2 separate regions of the Mus musculus genome follow, and region 2 is linked to region 1. The links are chromatin contacts, called in public HiChIP or PLAC-seq maps. All regions are on one chromosome and are shown on one strand. Each heading gives the region's core, a stretch centred on a gene start, on an enhancer-like site or on the middle of the called end of the contact. The rest is flanking DNA. Distances are from core to core; before and after follow the strand shown.

The links. HiChIP or PLAC-seq counts read pairs in DNA pulled down with a chosen protein or histone mark.
Region 2: an HNF4G HiChIP or PLAC-seq map of pancreatic cancer cells shows a contact between it and region 1. The contact joins the promoter of Ppard here to the enhancer-like site in region 1. A contact is called at or near these places in 2 of 39 promoter capture datasets (embryonic stem cells and pre-B cells) and 2 of 115 datasets of contacts at active chromatin or transcription factors (embryonic stem cells and pancreatic cancer cells).

The regions. Positions count from the first base shown.
Region 1 is chr17:27,544,258-27,549,922 of GRCm38.p6, forward strand. No RefSeq gene overlaps it. Among named protein-coding and RNA genes, the nearest start is that of Hmga1, 9.5 kb to the right of the region's middle. Within about 2 kb of position 3,299, at least 123 of the 459 cell types and tissues checked have an H3K27ac peak or open chromatin away from gene starts, as enhancers often do. A contact at or near this core is called in pancreatic cancer cells, where this site is marked.
Region 2 is chr17:28,230,561-28,236,225 of GRCm38.p6, forward strand. It overlaps Ppard (peroxisome proliferator activator receptor delta), which reads left to right and starts at 2,194. Exons shown (of 8, transcript NM_011145.3): 1 at 2,194-2,304.

The DNA.
Region 1 (5,665 bases), core at 2,049-4,548:
ACTCTACTTCTCACAATGCCTGAGACCCTCAAGTTTCTCCCTCTACAAGTACGGAGATTTCAGCCTCCATGATCTCTCTCTCTCTCTCTCTCTCTCTCTCTCTTTCACACCTCCTCTCCCCCTGAATGATGCTGGGAAGAATAAATGGATCCCACCTGAGAGAAGTTACCTCTTTCTCATGTTTAACAAGATACAGGCAGCCCTGGCATGCCACAGGGCCAGGACCCCAGGCCTTTGCTCTCTCAGTGATGTGTTCTTCCCGAATGTTCTCTCAGTTTGACGTAGCTGCCTCTGCTCCAGTCCCAGTCCCCCCTTCTAGCCACTGGAGAGGAATAACTGCAGAAAATGTTGCTTTCTCTTAGAAACACCTTGCTTATTTCTAACTGACCATATCTAGCGACGGAAGGCAAGGAAACAATCTATTTTGAGGGCCAAAATGTGCCATGTGCTCAGCTAAAAATACAAGAGAGTTTCGTCCTCAGAGGAGGGAGGCTGGGCACGTGGGACAGAGGCAGCCTGTGCCGCAGTTGCCCAGGAACCAGCCTCGTTCTTCTCATGCTTGCTTAATCGGCGGTATAAAATAATGCTGTTCAGAATGCCGAGGCTGAGCCGGGGGTGGTGAGGCTCATGTTTTTGATCCCAGCGCTTGGGAAGAAGGCAGAGGCAGGTAGATCTCTGAGTTTGAGGCTAGCCTGGTCTGCAGAGTGAGTTCTAGGAAAGCCAGGGCTACACAGAGAAACCCTGTCTCAAATCAAAACACAAGAAAGAAAGAAAGAAAGAAAGAAAGAAAGAAAGAAAGAAAGAAAGAAAGAAAGAAAGAAAGAGAGAAAGAAAGAGAGAGAAAGAAAGAGAGAGAGAAAGAGAGGGAGAGAGGGAGGGAGGGAGGGAGGGAGGGAGGGAGGGAGGGAGGGAGGGAGGAAGGAAGGAAAGACCTTCAATCTCAGCACTTGGCACTCGAGAAGCAAAAGCAGGCAGATCTCTGAGTTTGAGGCCAGCCTGGTCTACAGAGTGAGTTCCAGGATAACCCAGGGCTACACAGAGAAACCTGCCTCAAAAACCAAACAACTATCAGCAGTAGCGGTGCACACCTTTAATCCCAGCACTAGGGAGGCAAAGGCAGGCAGGCGGATTTCTGAGTTCGAGGCCAGCCTGGTCTACAAAGTGAGTTCTAGGACAGCCAGGGCTATGCAGAGAAACCCTGTCTCGAAAAACCAAAAAAACAAAACAAAACAAAAAACCAAAAAACAAACAAATAAATAAATAAATAAATAAATAAATAAGGGGCTGGTGAGATGGCTCAGCGGTTAAGAGCACCGACTGCTCTTCCAAAGGTCCCGAGTTCAAATCCCAGCAACCACATGGTGCTTCACAACTATCCGTATCAAAAATCTGATGCCCTCTTCTGGAGTGTCTGAAGACAGCTACAGTGTACTTACATTAAATAAATAAATCTTTTAAAAATTTTTAATTTTAATAAATAAATAAATAAATAAATAAGCAAAGAAATAAATAACAAGAGAAGCCAAGTACATTAGCTCACCAACAAAATCCCACCCCTCGGGAGGCTGAGGCCAGAGAACGGCCAGAAAACCAATAAGTGAAACCCTGTCCTAAGCAGGCTTTGCCTCTATACGCGCTGGCTGCTAACACCCTGGCATGCCATCATCCCAGGCCTGGGACGACCCATGACTCTGGGCTCCCGCACGGGTCCTTATGAAACATCGCATCATAGGTCACCTTCCCCGCTCTCTCTGTGGACCTTTCTCCTTCTTGACTTTACTGTGCTGGTAGTGGGTCAAACATCCGACTCTGGGATACAAGTCCCTGACTCTTTCCTAATCCTGCCCGAGAAAGGGCCTGGTGCGCTCCGGGCTTTGGCTCCCCAAGCTCTGCTCACACCTCCATCGCTCTCCCGGAAGTGATGCCCCTCCCCCGAAGCTTGGAGACTTGCATTGGTATTGAACTACTGGGGTTGGCAGCTGGCTTCATGCAAAGCCCCCTCAGCACCGAGCCACACACACCCATTTCCAGGAAAGGTTTAGAGAGATCGATTTAGAACCAGATAGGTAGGGGGTCCCACTTTCCTGCGTGGTCTTGAGAAATTTACACCCCCTCGCTGCCCCACTCAGCTGTAAGCCAGCTACACGGATCCGACTGTCCGACTGTCGCTCTGAGACTTGGCGCTTGGGAGGGAAGCTGCCCCGACTGCCTCCTCCCTGACCTGCACCAGCTCAGCAAACTGCCTCTGTTCCACGATGCTCCTCCAATAGAAAAAACAAAGATGCTGGGTTCCCCAGTGGCCCTCAGGGAGCAGCCGGGCTAAGGACCAAAGCTGCAGATACGGTTCTGTGGCTGTCTCGCCTCTCCAGGGCCCATCCATTCTGCAGTCCACAAGACTGAGACCCAAGGACAGAGTTGGAAAAGCAGATGAGAGAAAGCAAGGTCCTCAGCTGGAGTTCTTGTCAGTCTCCCTGGAGAGGTCCCGGGGGGGCAGCAGGGGGCAGGAAGCCAGGAAGCGGCCAGTGTGGGCCAGCACCTCCTGTATCCTGGTCTCCCAGGGATGCTCACCGAGTCCTTCCCCCAATGCTGGCCCTGCTCTCTCCTCCTGGTCTTGCATTTTGACTTTCCTCCGTCTAGAGTAACAGGTTGCTTGGTTAGTCCCTCTGGGGTTTCCCCCTCCTGATAACTTTGTGCCTCCTGGAGTTCAGTCTCTGTGTTCTTTCTTTTTCATTTGCTCATTTATGTTCCCTGGCTGGTACAGCAGGCTGGCCTTGAACTTGCAGGGTCCCTCTTACCCCTGTCTCCCGAGATCTGGAATTTCAGGCCTGTGCATTCACACCCAGCCATGGACTTTATTACAGTTTTGTATTTAGCTCGAATGAAGCCCAGGCTGGCCTTGAACCCGATGTCGAGCCTAGGACAGCCTTGAACTCTTGGTTCTCCAGAGTGCCGAGATCACAGGACTGCAGCACCACACCAAGCTCATGGTTTACTTCAGCTGGGGCTGTGGTGGGTCTCCACTGGGGATCCGGGAGGCTCTTACCAGCTCCTATCCCTGGCTCAGGCCGTCTTCTGGACTGAGCAGTGCAGGATGTGGGGCTGGGCTGGCAAGGCTCCTGCCTGAGTCACGGGGCGTGAGGCAGCCTGAGTCAGGCCGGGAGGGAAGTCCCTGCGGAAGGGGCTTTCACAGTGTGATGGAATCTCGGGGAAAGAGAAAGTGTGTTCCATGTCCCTTTGACACACTGACCTTGTGTGAGCCTGAGCCATGGGCACCCAGCCTCCAGCTCCAGATGCCCCAGGCACTGGGAGGATCAGTTACCCTAGCCTCCCTAGGACACAGCCAGGGCCCCAGCATACACCTGTCCACAGAGTGGCAGTATTAGAATGACCCTTGGCAGTCTTCCAAGCCACCTTACAGGTCCTTTGTGTCAGGTGTGCCCAGGTGCTAGGGCAGGCAGTGAAAGTTCCTCACCCTGCTGCCCCCAGGTTGTCCCCAAATGAACTTTTCCCTTAGATGGCGGAAATTCTGAACACCTACTCTGTGCCAGGTTTTCAGGACCTGAGCTAAGACAGTGAACAAGGTATGTTTACACTTGCCTTGCCAAGCGCAGATGTCCTGGCTCACAGGGGTTTCCACACTTAGAAGGCAGAGGCAGGCAGGTATCTGTGAGTTCAAGGCCAGCCCAGTCTTGAACTAGTGAGACCCTGCCTCAAACAACAAAAGGAGAGGGCATTCTGGGCTCAGGGATCGCACCAGCAAGCCATAAATACAGAGAATTATCTAGGCCAGCCACTGTGCTGCAGAGGTTCAGGCTCACCCAAGGAATGTTGAATGTTCTTTTTTAGTTGACTTTGTTTTTTTTTTAAAGACTTGCTCATTTTATGTGTGTGAGTATTTTATGTTTGTGGGTTTGTTTTGGAAACAGGGTCTCACGGTGTAGCCCTGGCTGGTCCAGAACTCACTATGTAGACCAGATTAACCTTGTAAAGACCAAGTGGGTTGGGATTAAAGCTTGGGACTGCCTATTGCTTTTAGATTTTTTTGCCACAATCCTCCTGCCTCAGTTTCCTAAGTGCTAGGATTGTGTGTGTGTGTGTGTGTGTGTGTGTGTGTGAGAGAGAGAGAGAGAGAGAGAGAGACAGACAGACAGACAGACAGACAGAGACAGAGACAGAGACAGAGAGAGAGACAGAGAGAGACCACATCTAAACATTCTAGAAGCCACAACAAAATGTAAAAAAAAAAAAAAAAACAACAACAACAAAAAAAAAAAAACCTGAAATCACCTCACGGAGCAGGAGGCAGATACCCTAGCTGGTGAACCTGCATGGCAGGAAGAGAGACCTGCACCTGAATCCATCGTCCTGGAGGCTACACATCCAGCAGCTCCCTCCTCAAGTACAATAAAGGGTCACATGTTGGGGGAGGGGCTGGCCCTATGTGCTGGCCAGGGCAGTGGGGACAGCATCACAGGAGGACTGGCATCCCTAGAGCCCTCAGCTTTGACCTGATCCTTGCTGGGCCCATTCCCTTCTCTAAATGATGTGTGTGTGGGGGGGGGGGTGTCCCAAAACAACACGGTCCCCCAGGAGATTTATCCCACCTCACCAGCTGCCTGAGACACCCACACCAAGGACGGCCTAAGATGCCCCAACCTCCACCCCCACCATGGCCCCTGGACCTCTCACCCGTCCTTTGTGAGATGCACTAACTCTTGGGTCTCAGCCTGACTGTATGACTGCTGAGATCTTAGGAAGGGAGGTACATTTCCAGGGGAGGCCACCCTTTTCAGACGGACCTTGTGTGAGCCGGGACATCAGGTGGGCAACCTCAATCCATCTCTGTGGGAACATGTCCTTTTTCTGCTCTGTCTTCCGGCAGCAGATCCTCTGGAAGAGGAGCCCATCTGAGCAGTAGGCTGGAGGGGCAGGCTCCTGCCAAACAAGAGAGACCATTGTTGGTAGGGGGCTTTGAGTCTTTTTTACATCAGTTCTACCAACCCAGGAATTCTCTGATGGTCAGCACCTAGCCCCTCCTTGGGGGCCCCTGAGCTCGCTCAGGGCTGAGGCTGCTGCCAGACTAGAGGTGGGGGATGGGAACACGCCCCAAAGGACAAGGACAAAGGCAGCAGAGGGGCATGAGCTTCAGTGGCAGAGCGCACATGCTCCTCACCCAGGCCTGGGAACTGGCAGGGCACCCTGGATGGTGACCCAGAAACCTGGCTGTCAGCGGCTCCCGCCTAGCACTGCCCCCAAGAACTGGAATGGCTGGCCAGTGTCAGCATGACTATCTCGGGATTCTCTGTTCACCCCACCAGATGATTTAGGGCTGTAGAGGATCCCCAGTGCGAGTTAACCCACGCCTAGAGCCCACTGCCTGCTCCCAGGAGATTTTATCTTGGCGAGCCACTGATGTGTGGTGCTGTGGTTAGGTCCCTAGAAAGGAGAATGCAAAGAGGCTGCCTGAGCCAGTCTCAAGGGAGACTGGGTCCTGGAAGTCACAGTGAGCCCTGCAGTGGGGACAGGCCTGGCAAGCACAGGATGGATGAAGACCAGGAAGATGGGAAAGCAGGGCTCTCTGCTGCCCGCTCCAGGCTAGATTCCAGGCCAACTTCACAGCTCCAGCCCCCACCCCCATCTCCTACCAGGAGCTAGCTCCCCTCCC
Region 2 (5,665 bases), core at 944-3,443, 690 kb after region 1:
GCTAGCGTGAGGGCACAGAGCTGAGGGGTAGGAGGTGAAGTCCGAACTCCATGTGCTATGGGATAACTAAGGGAAGCAGGTCCCGCCCCACACTAGGAGTGGAGGCTGCCCAGGCTTGCCTGGTCTGCTGTGTTTCTGCAGTGCTGATGATGGCAGCTGATGGGGTGGTGGGTCTGGATTTGGACCTGGGAGGAGTTAGGGGAAGGAGTGAGCATGACTATGGTCAAAATACAAAATGGGCAAGTGTGAAATTCTCAAAACCAACATTAAGAATCTAGCAGAGGAGTAGAGTTCTTGCTTAGCATGAAGCCCTTGTTCCATACTCAGAGCCACATAAACTGGGTCTAGAGGATTCCAGCATGTGGGAAGTGCAGGCAGGAAGGTCAGGAGTTCAAGACCAGCTCGAGACCCTCCACCAGAGCTCTGCCAGACACAAAATGGCAGAAATCTCTGACTTCCCCAGGCCATTTTTTACTACAGTCTTGGAGGACAAGGGAAGTGATATCTAAAAACTTAATACAAATTCATTTCAAAAGCAATAGAAGGGAGCTAGGGAGAGAGCAGGAAAGTTAAGCGCCTCTGCTGTTCACGCAGAGCAGCCAGCGTTCAGATCCCGACACACAGGGAAAAGCAGGGTGTGGTCCTGTGAATTCCTGTAATTGCAGAACCAGGATAGCCCAGGCTTGATGGCTGACAGCCTATCCCACCAAACCAGAACCGCTCGTGCATGCATCAGGAGACCAGGCCTCAAAGGAAAACCGTGGAAACCTATCCTTGGAAGACACACAGTACCCTTCTCTGTCCTCCAAGTGCACACGCGCACGTGCGCACGCGCACACACACACACACAGACACACACACTCGAAAACAAAGCAGAAAAAAAGTGGTGTGGGGTTCTCCAATCCAGCGAGCTAAGGATGCACTGTAAGGAGTGCCAGACCGGGCAGAGGTGACCTTTAATGGCGGTGTGGAGGAGGGAGGTGCCTGCTGACTTTCCTGCCAGCCAAGTTTTGTTCATTCTAGGATGATGAAACCAGCCAGTGACAGATTGCCTTCTGGCTACATACTCTCTGTGGTATATGATGAGTTGGGGTGACAGGCAAGCCCAGGTACAGAGTTCTTGTCTTGTCTGGTCCCTGACATCCAGCGACAGAAATCTCAAGTGGGAGAAAAGTTCTTTTAAAATTTGTTTTCTATTTGGCTTCACAAGGCCTATAAGCACAGGCTGGCCCAAAACTTTCTCCATTGCTAAAAATGACCTCAAACGGGTCCTCTACCTCCTGAGTGCTGGAGTTAGAGTGCCATCATGCCTTCCAGATCTTTCTTTTTTCTTGTGTGGGTGTATATGAAAGTGCACATGCGGTGTGTAGAGATTGGAAGATAACCTTCAGGAGGCAGTCCCAGGGACTGAACTCAAGTCTTCAGGCTTGGAGACAAAGCGATGACCCGTTGAGCCATTGAACTAGCCACCAGTTAAAAAATTGGGGGTGCTGAAGAGATGCTTCAGTGGTGAAGATCGCGCTTGCTACTCTTGAAGAGGCTCGCTTCCCAGCATCTACATGGAAGTTCTCCATTGTAACTCCACTTCCAGGGGATCCAACGCCTTCTTCCAGACTCTGCAGGCACTGAACGCACATGGTGCAGAGACAGACATGCAGACAAAACACTCTGACATATAAAAATAGATATTTTGTAAAACGTATGCGTCTGTATTTTCATTCCCAAGTCTCCCACCATATGCCTCTCCCAAGCGCCTCTGAAAATTACAGTTTGCCTCTATTCCTTCCCCCACCGCCCTTAGCTTTGCTTCTTGCTTCAAACCACACAAGTCTATGCCTAGTTTCTTCTCAGGAAGAGTGAGGAGGTTGTATTAGATGACCTCCACCTTCTTTCCGCGCTTTAAAGCTTTAAATATCGTTTCGTGAGGCTTGCTTTGACCAGCCCTAACTTCTCCCCAGCGCTTTCCTCAGCTGCTGCTCCCACGTCTGACTGCAGAGGGCGCTGCAGACGCGCCAGGGCAGCTGTGCAGTGGGCGGAGCGATGGCTGTCAAAGGAGTGGCTCCAGGCGGCGCGGCGATTGGCTACTGCTATGGCGGAAGGGGGCGGGGGCGAGTGCTTAGTTGTGGGGGAGGGAGCCAGCGGCGCGGTGACATCACGGGGCTGGGGGCGGCGCCGGGGCTGGGAGCGTGTGACGCCGCAGGCCGCGGCGGACCTGGGGATTAATGGGAAAAGTTTTGGCAGGAGCTGGGGGATTCTGCGGAGCCTGCGGGACGGCGGCAGCGGCGCGAGAGGCGGCCGGGACAGGTCCGTGCGGATCGGGAGAGGCCAGCGCGGCCCGGGCTGAGGTGGATGGTGGGGTCAGGGGCTCCGAGAGCCGCTTTCCGCGCCTCTGCGGCTCGTCTATGCTCGGCTTGCGCGCTGAGGAGCCACCGCTGGGGTCTCCACCGCAGGGACCCCTGTGGTTGCTCGGAGCCGGCCTCCCTCCCTCCTCCCACCCACCCTGATCCCTCTAAAGCCCCGTGGCTTCATCTCCTCTCAATTCCAAAGAACCCCATGTCACCTCCCTTCTGACCCCCTTTCTGAGCGCCTCCCTTGCTGTCCCGCTACCCAGGCCCTCCTTGGAGATCCTTCCTGCCTCCCTCGATAGCCTTCCATCCTTGCCCTGTCGGTCAGTGCTCTCCTCCTCTCTGACCCGTTTTCGGGTTGCCCTATCCCTCCCCATCTTCTTTAGGATGTTGTGAGCCAGTCCGGTTTATCCGAGCCCCTTCTATCCTGGCTACCGGCAGAGGCCCCACTTAGGCTCAGCTCTCATCTCCTGTCCTTTTCACCTCCTGTCACCCGACTGCCTCGCTTCTAGTTTTTTTTTTTTTTTTTTTTATGCCTCTGCTTGAGGAGAACCCAGAGGTGCACGATAGGCTTCCGTTTCACCTTCAGTTGAGCTGGGAGTGGGGTGTTGAGCGCCAGCTTGACCAGATTTGTTCGGGTCACAGGTTTCACTGGGTGTTGTATTGGGAGGGATGGCCAGTTGGTAGGCCCTCGTAATCTCAGCTTTATAATACTTCCCCTTTATGAGTCTGTTGACTTCCAGGAACCCTTGGGGGAGACGGCTCTGAGTTGGGTGTGTGCCAGGGGTAGCCAGAGGCTTCATATAACTCTTTTCACCCTTTCAGGAAACAGGACTCATTTGGGATATTATGGAATGTATTTAAACCATGATACGGTGCCTTCCACGCACTGCCCTTTTCCATACAGCTAAGAGCAGAAGCTATGCCCTTGGTTTTTTTTTTTTTTTTTTTTAAAGATTTATTTATTATATGTAAGTACACTGTAGCTGTCTTCAGACACACCAGAAGAGGGTGTCAGATCTCGTTACGGATGGTTGTGAGCCACCATGTGGTTGCTGGGATTTGAACTCCGGACCTTTGGAAGAGCAGTCGGGTACCTCTTACCCACTGAGCCATCTCACCAGCCCTGCCCTTGGTTTTAAACTTGGTTTTTCCTCCCTGTACTGGCTCTAGAATGTTTGCTTACAAGTTACATTTATTTATTTCTGTGGGGTGTGGATGTGGGGTGGGGTGTAGGTCAGAGCACAGCTTACTGGAGTTGGGAGGTGGCTCTCTCATTCGATATTGTGGTTCCTGGAAATAGACTCGGGTCATTAAGGTATGATGACAACCACCTTTACGTCCTGAGCCACTTCACCAGCCCCAGAATACATTCCCGTTTTAGTTTTTCAATGGATTGTGGGCCTGCTAGCCCTGGGGCTGTTGGGCATCTGTTCCCTTAATCTTGGGGTCTTGGTCCAGCGACTGAGTTTACCTCCTGTCTTTCACTGACGGAATGTGCCTCTTGTGTTGGTCACTGGGCATGGTTCCTCGGTGCCCTTTTTCCTTCCGTTTCCTGGGCATCTGTATTTACTGAGGCTGGGAGAGGCAGCTGACGTTTCTTCCCTTTGCCCAGGTGTGGTCTGGGGTATTGCCTTGGTATCTGCCTGGGCAGGTCGAGGGATTGCACCAGTGAGGCCTTGCAAAGGAACTTGGGCTGTCTGCTTCCAGGCACAGCTCAGTTGTATGCAGAGTTGAGCCTCTTTGTTTGCCTTGGGTCCCTGGAGTCATCCTCAGGAGAGAACATATATTTATCTTTGAAGGCTCTGGAAGTCTGACCCACTCTAACTTCAGAAGCGGGAGCCCAGGGTTCCGTTGGCACCAGGTTTCTAGGTCTCCTCTTTTGAGGATCACACTCTCTGTCTTTGAGCCAGAATTGGCCATAGAACAGGCCACCTTCTGGAGCCACAGCAGGGAGCCAACTGAACCAGCTTGACCAGGTCTTACAGTTTTGTGATCTTTGTGTGCACTGACCGTTTTCCACGAAAGCATTAGGACTGTGGCTGGCCTGGGGTTGAGTGAGCCTCCTCTCGTCTGATCCCTAAGGCCCCTATATGGAGCACTAGATGTGGGGATGACAGGAGAGTGGAGGAGGTTAGAAGGAATCTTTTCTTCCTATGAGAAACATCCCATTTATTATTTATTTGTGCGAGCGTGGGAGTCAGTGTTCTCCTCCTGGTGTCCCCAGGATTGAACTTAGGTCATCAGGCTGGTTGGCAAGCGCCTTTACCCACTGAGCCATCCTGTCCCTCCTCAGTATCACTCTGTAACCCAGGCTGGCTTTGAGGGCACTGTGCTAGTAGCCTCCTCACTGATGGCAGTCTTCCTGCTCTGTCTTCTGAGTGCTGGGGTTGCTGGGATATACCACCCAACCCGGGTCATTTTTGAGTGGTGCAGTCGAATGCTTGGTAATGATTAGTCCAGTCTCTGGCTCCCCAGAGATTCTGCCTGACAGTCTCTTTTTTTTTTTAATTAGATTTATTCATTTTATTTTCTGCGTGAGTATTTTACCCGTGTAAGTATCTGTGCGACACCACCTGTGTACCGTGTGTGTTTGGTGCTCTTGGAGGTCAAAAGAAGGCGTTGGATCTCCTGGAACTGGAGTTCCAGCTGGTAACTACGTGTGGGTGCTGGCACTCAAACCCGGGTCCTCTGAAAGAGTTCCAAGAGCTCCTAACCTCTGAGCCCCCTCTTCAGCCCCCTACCTACAACCCTTAAGCAGTCTATTATTGTCCTGACTTTGCTTAACGAACCACAGGGCTCCGTGCTGAGTTGGTGCATAGGAGGCCTCCAGTACAGCACAGGGCCAGTCCTGGTAGAGCCTTGTAAGTCCTAGCTAGCAATGCTGGCTGGATAACCTCCTGAGGCATGTCTACTCTGCAGTCTTCTAGGGAACAGCTTTCCATTCTGTGCTTAATGCAGATCGTGGCTCAACGTCTGTTTTCACGGTGTGAGGGGACAGGCCCTTGCCAGTGGCTTTACCTGTCACCTCCAAAGTTCACTGGACTGACCCCCCTGCTCTGTTTGGGAACTTTTCTGTGCTGTGTGCTTCAAGTCACCCAGGAAAAGTAGTTGTCCTAGGTCCTCCCAGCCCCACCTGTGGTCCCTTACTGTCTTCCTAAAGGCCTGGTGTAGAGACTAGCCTGAGAAGCTGGTAGGCCTCTATTTTGGACAGAGTGCAGCTGCCCAGCTGTTGTGCAAGCTGTCCCCAGGGTTTGAGCTTGGCATGGCCTGGTACAACGAGTCTTGTCTCTGGGCTGAGTCCTGAGGCCCACCTCCCC